2 separate regions of the Mus musculus genome follow, and region 1 is linked to region 2. The links are chromatin contacts, called in public HiChIP or PLAC-seq maps. All regions are on one chromosome and are shown on one strand. The core of a region is the stretch at or near the end of the contact, and the rest is flanking DNA. Distances in the headings are between cores, read along the strand shown.

What was found. HiChIP or PLAC-seq counts read pairs in DNA pulled down with a chosen protein or histone mark.
Region 1: a contact with region 2 is called in an H3K27ac HiChIP or PLAC-seq map of microglia, with 4 times the contacts expected there. The contact joins two enhancer-like sites. A contact is called at or near these places in 1 of 39 promoter capture datasets (liver) and 1 of 115 datasets of contacts at active chromatin or transcription factors (microglia).

Annotation. Positions count from the first base shown.
Region 1 is chr6:120,954,235-120,957,397 of GRCm38.p6, forward strand. The region is part of intron 27 of Mical3 (microtubule associated monooxygenase, calponin and LIM domain containing 3); the gene reads right to left. Among named protein-coding and RNA genes, the nearest start is that of Gm43915, 3.0 kb to the right of the region's middle. Within about 2 kb of position 1,392, at least 77 of the 459 cell types and tissues checked have an H3K27ac peak or open chromatin away from gene starts, as enhancers often do. A contact at or near this core is called in microglia, where this site is marked.
Region 2 is chr6:120,478,074-120,481,203 of GRCm38.p6, forward strand. Il17ra (interleukin 17 receptor A) reads left to right here. Exons shown (of 13, transcript NM_008359.2): 10 at 91-102; 11 at 302-409; 12 at 1,930-1,971; 13 at 2,910-3,130. Among named protein-coding and RNA genes, the nearest start is that of Tmem121b, 14 kb to the right of the region's middle. Within about 2 kb of position 1,383, at least 34 of the 459 cell types and tissues checked have an H3K27ac peak or open chromatin away from gene starts, as enhancers often do. A contact at or near this core is called in microglia, where this site is marked.

The sequences.
Region 1 (3,163 bases), core at 142-2,641, 480 kb after region 2:
GTGGTCTTCTCATGGGTCACATAAAGTGCCTAAAGGTCCCTGTGGATGCAGGCAATCGGAATCTGGTGGCACCCAGGACAGGAGGACGCTAAGGGTGGCACATTGGGGGACCTGCACAGGATACCACATGCATGCTGGCTGGGCACACACTTGCTGCTTTTAGCTCTGAGCACGGGCATCATGCCTGCTCAGTTCCTCTCCCCTGCATAGCCGACTGTGAGTTAAGTCGTCATGCAGAACGGGCCAGTTTAAAAAGGTAAAGTACAGATGTGGTCCCCAGGGTCCTACACTGACACACTTCAAGAGCCATGCCGACACCTGTCTGCAAGGGATCCACAGCAGCCCCTTATTAATGCACTCCCTGCTGCGACTGGTGCCAACCTGGCAGTGGCAGTGACAGGGAAGACAAGCATGACACACTCTGGGTCACCTGGGAAAGTAGGGTCAAGAGCATGGCTCGCTGGCAATGGAACTGTGTCAGGGCTACCAAGCAGGATAAGGGGGCTCGTAGAGGGCAGGACAGACCCTAGTGGGCCTCAGTGGTGAAGGAGTAGTTGGGCAGGCTGCTCATAAGAACCAGATGGAAGCAAAAGGAAGTTACTTCTTGTTGTCAGGGCTTTAGATGGCTAGGAAAACCTAGATTGGGCTGGAGAGATAAGCCTGTTCGTAAAATACATGTTTTGCAAGCATGAAGACTTGAGAGTGAGCTATAAACCCCGTATAAAAAGCCAGGCTTGGTGGGGTGTGCCTGTAATCTTACAGCTAGGGAGGAGGTGGAAACAGGTGGATCCTGACCCCCAAGATTTGCTGTCCAGACAGCCAGTCTAGCCTACATGGTGAACTCTTTATCATACATACATACATACATACATACATACATACATACATACATACATACAAACAAGTAGACAGACACATGAGGAGTGACACTCAAGGTTGTTCTTTTAGCTTCTCACATGCATGTTAAATGCATGTGCTTGCACACACATGAATAGAAACATATAACCCCTAAATAATTTGATTTTGTATAATAAACATTTGAGTAAAATCAAGGTTTTGGTTTTCATTGTGCACGTGTCGCTATGGAAACTAAACCCAGGCACTTGTTTTCTCAAGTGCTGACTCAGGCCTTGGGTCTGTGAAACAGGAAGAAGCCTGGCTTCCTCCTATACCACACTGTGGCCAGAGGCTTCCTTCTCCAGGCAAGCTAAAGCCCAGATTCCTAAAACAGCAAGCCCGTGGAGATCTTATGTGACAGGTGGACTCCACAGGGACAAGATGACTCCTTGTGGTCACAGGGAATGCTGAAGACAAGCAGGACCAGGGCAGTGGCAAATGTGGGCCCCTTGCTCCTGATTCTTCTAATTTTGAGGGGTTTCAAACCCAGCAACACTGAAGGATGAAGCCAGTGGTGCCAGAACACCCTTTACCTCGACTTCCAGATGGTACAGTACCATGTGAGCCTGAGGGCACAGTCTTTACATAGCACCTTCTTTCACTGAGTTGTTTAGAGGTCAGAGACCCAGTCTCTAGAAGCTCCAGCATGGATTTCCTCCTCCACAGGAGAGACACATCTTCCCAATAGTCACAGGAGTGTCACCTACTAGCAACCTGACATCCATTTGACGATGGCATTTAAAAAATACGTATTGTGCTTGCATTCACCACTAGATGTCACAGAGGTTGCAAACCATTCTCTACAGTTTTGTGGATGCATTGTCTTGGCCTGTCCCCCACTGAGGTTCCATGTTTGCTCCCCTCTCCCTCCTTTTGTTTTCTTGAGACAGGATCTTGCTTGTATATATCCCCAGAACTCACTAGGTAGCCCAGGCTGGCCCTGAACTTGTGCAATCCTGCCTCTGCCTCCAGACTGTTAGGGTCGCATGGAGTCACCACACCCAGTAGGTTCCATATTTTAATACCCTGTCCTGCCCTCGTTCAGTGAGATACAACGCCATCCTAAGAGGCATGTTTGCCACTGCCTCTGGTCCTCAGCATTCCCTATGTGACCACCAAGGAATGATCCTGTCCCCGTGGAATACACCCAGTACATAAGGCGTCCAGGCCCTTGCTGTTCTAGGAATCTGTGACTGGCTTGTTCACACTGCTAGGAAATAAGTTCCTCTGCTCTTCCTGGCTATGGTCACTGGGTGGTTATACCAGCATGATGGATCCTGCATAGCCAACTGGGAGCATCTGGCACTCCCCACTGTGGTAAGATGATTCATTACCTCATGGAGAAGCAGTGTGACCTGACCACAAAGGCACACAGAGATAGAAGATTTGACCACTGTGACTGACACAAACTGTCTTCACATGAGCACACTCACCATGGAAGCAAAGGGGACTTTGGGCCACACGATCCTTTACTCGGGCTCCTTCAGGCTTCCTAAGACAGTACCTGAGCCCAGTATAGGGATGGGCTTTGAACCTCATGTGCATGCACACACCCCACCTTTGTGCCAATGTCACTCACTGCCTGGAAGACCTCAGCAGGCACACCCAGTAGCAACACAGTGCACTGAGTCCCCATAAAGAGCACACAGTCCCAGTCCTACACTTGGAGTCCTGATGCAACAAACGAGGCCTGGGTGCAGGCGATGGAAGACGAGAGGTCTGTGGTTCTTGGTGACTAGGACAGCAGATAAAGAGCTATCATTATGCCCAGGGAGACGAGACAGATGAATGGAGAACAAGATAAGAATGAACTAATTTTTTCTAGTCTGTTGAGTTAAAAGAGGAACCGAGTCAGGCTGGAGGATGGGGCTGTAACAGGAAGACACCATCTCAGTGAAACACACACATATTAGGTGCAGAACTACCACAGCCTGCCCTGGTTGGTTTACAGTTCGAGGCTGTTGGCCGAGGGGGTGACTTAAGGCCAAGCCTTGAGAAGCCATGTCAAAAAGGTACATGAGGGGGTTGGTCCCTGAGAGACTGCCCATGCCCCAGTGGATAACCCATACACAAAACTTCTGATTAATGCTGCTTCAGGGTCAATTCTTAAACAAAGTTCTACTTAACAAATTGCCAGAGAGTGAGCATCACCAGGCCTTCCCCTGATGGAGCCACCTGGCCTACCCCCTCCATGCCTAGTGCCGTGTCCATACTTGCATGACTCAAGTAGTACTCCAAGTAGTACTCAGCTCTTCTCCCATTGGCC
Region 2 (3,130 bases), core at 133-2,632:
TAAGGCCATTGCTGGGCATTTGTGACTGGCTTAGATGATTGCTCATCATTAAGACTAACCCTGTCCCTGTTTCCTTTTGTTCTATTACAGTTCCCAAGCCAGGTAAGTCCTTTCTTCAGTCAAGGTCATTCCCAAGGGACCACATGAGGTCCCAGCTGATCCCTGGGCCATCCCAGAAGGCATACTGCATCCACAGCTAGCCAGAGGGTGACATCATCAGTGTAGCCTGGTACAAGCCATAGCTGACAGGGCCTGGGCTGGGGGTGTGGGGCCCCTGCCCAGACTCACTGTGCTCTGTTAGTTGCAGACTACATTCCCCTGTGGGTGTATGGCCTCATCACACTCATCGCCATTCTGCTGGTGGGATCTGTCATCGTGCTGATCATCTGTATGACCTGGAGGCTTTCTGGTAAGGACTACGCCGTTGCTTCCCCGTTCCCTCAGGCTTCTCTCTGGCAAAGTGGCAGTCATCATGATACAGGCACCATAAGGCTGTGGTGAGGATTGAAGGGGGTGATGAATGAGGGGTCTTTCCTCAGAGCCAGGCGCATGGCATTTGCTCAAGGCTGTCCACTACAGTGAAATTTTGTAAAAGTTAGTATTTCTAAAGTCAGCAGGTTGGAAGGACCTAGTGTGGAATTTCCCTGCATCAGCCATGATCAGTCAAACAGCAGCCTACACAACTTCATCCCCAAGTCCCCAGCCTTTGCCTCTGAGGTCAGAGAGGAATCTGAGGGACAGCAGGGTGTGGCTGAAAGGAGCAGACCCTGAACTCACAAGGGAAGACCCTCACTCTCCACCAGCTTTGTAGTCACAGGAGACCTAATCTTAGATTCCATTTCCTCTTCTGTAAAAGAGGACACTCGGACCTCCACGAGTCTAGAGTAACCCTGCTCATTCCCTGTCTACTCCTGCCCTGGCTGAGTTTTAACAGGGAGAAGGTGTGTTGCCTAGGCTGACCCTGTCCTGTGCTAGAATGGATCTTTGGTCCTCTGGGAAACCTGCCTCCACACTTGCTGATGTTCATCCATATCATGGTTTATCTTGAATTGTGGGGTCCACAGATTCTGGGAAGGGTCACATGACATTCCGTGTGATGTCGAAGTGTGTCCAGCTGCTATTACATTTTCTACGGCTTCCTCGAGTGTCCCCACCACAGGGAAGAGAAAAGGAGAAAACTCACTCACTAGTCATTGGAGTATCTTTGACAATCCTGAGCAAAGGCCCAAAGAACAGGGACTGAAATTAAGAGTCTAAATCACTTCTTTAGGAACTGAGATGTAACTCAGGGGTAGAGCCCTTGCCCAATATGCCCAAGGCCCTGGTTTCCCTCCCGGTCACTGTCATCCAAGGAGAGCAATTACTTAAGAGTCTAGTTCCCTTTCTTTACTTCAAGGACACCAGGAGGAGGAAATGTCGAAAGGACCATGGGGGCTGCTGCTGTCAGGAAGTGTTGTAAGATGTCTGCTTCCTGCATGGACTGCCCTTCCCTCCAGTGGAGTCTGCTCATAGAGGCTTGAGTGGCAGGACTGCAGAAAGGGGCCAGGGAGTCCACCCCAGCTCAGGTCTGTGGCTCCCAGCCTGGAGAAGCCACAGAAGAATCCAGACCCTAGCTGACTGAAGGGCCCAGCACTTCGCACATAACCTTGAGAATGTCCCTCCATAGCCCCACTCCTCAGAAACAATGGGGTGTCAGAGGCATCAGTCCCTGTTCACCTAGCTTACTGGAGCAGCTGACCCAGGGCTCACACCTACACAGCCACAAGACCTGTTCTCTGCAGAGGCCCAGAAATGTCTAGTGGTCACTGGCTGGTGTTGCTCCCCTTGTCCACCTGTATCATTAAGCAGCCGTCCATCAGACATCTGTGAGCCCTTCAGTTGTTGTTTCTCTTTGGAATAAGCCGCTCCATAGATTTCTTTTCCTTGCAGGCGCCGATCAAGAGAAACATGGTGATGACTCCAAAATCAATGGTCAGTAGCGCATGCTCTGTGGGGTCTGCCTGCTTTCTGAAGCCTGCTGGGTTCCTGGGGTAGATAGATCTGTTGTGTCTCTGGTCAAACTCCTGAGTCCTTTCAGAAGGCCCTATCCTTACGTAGGACACAAGTCTCCACCTCATACAGAGAGGGCTTTGGGATGCTCCAAACATCCTTCTTAATTTAATTGCTTAGACAAAGAAGAGAAGGTGAACATTTTTCAGGGAAAACCCTTCCTGAATGGGCGTTTCTCTTCCATGGGCATTGTACCTTTAATTCTTCTGATTTATTTTGATTTATGAGGTCCCACTATGCAGCCTTGGCTGGCCTGCAACTTTCTATGTAGATCAGGCATAGAGAACTCCTGCCTCTGCCTCCCGAGTGCTGGGATTAAAGGGGTGCACCACTATGTCTGGCTTTCTACCCCTTTTTCATTTAAAATGATGAAAATATCAGCCAAAGACCAGCTGGCGCTATGTGGAGGAGACTGGAGGCAGCGAGGAGGGAGGGAGACTGGTTCCTGCTCACACAGGGCCCACACTGCTTCCTCATATATCACAAGGCAACATAGCAGCATCTGGTCTACCAGAAGGCTGTTTGCCGAAGGTAGAAAGTCAGACTCTGCCTTCAGTGCAGGTAGTTCACAGGCTGACTCTGGAGCCGTGGTCCTCAACCTTCCTAATGCTGTGACCCTTTAATACAGTTCCTCATATTGTGGTGACCCCAACCATAAAATTATGTTTGTTGTTACTTCATAATTATAACTCTGCTACTGTAATTCATGACATAAATATCTGATATGCAGGCTATCTGATATACAATCCTGTGAAAGGGCCGTTCAACCCCCGAAGGGTTAAGAACCGCTACTCTAGAGAGCAATGCCCAGGTCCAGTCCTTGGCATGAGGATCAGCACACGTTTCTTTGTCTCTTCCAGGCATCTTGCCCGTAGCAGACCTGACTCCCCCACCCCTGAGGCCCAGGAAGGTCTGGATCGTCTACTCGGCCGACCACCCCCTCTATGTGGAGGTGGTCCTAAAGTTCGCCCAGTTCCTGATCACTGCCTGTGGCACTGAAGTAGCCCTTGACCTCCTGGAAGAGCAGGTTATCTCTGAGGTGGGGGTCATGACCTGGGTGAGCCGACAGAAGCAGGAGATG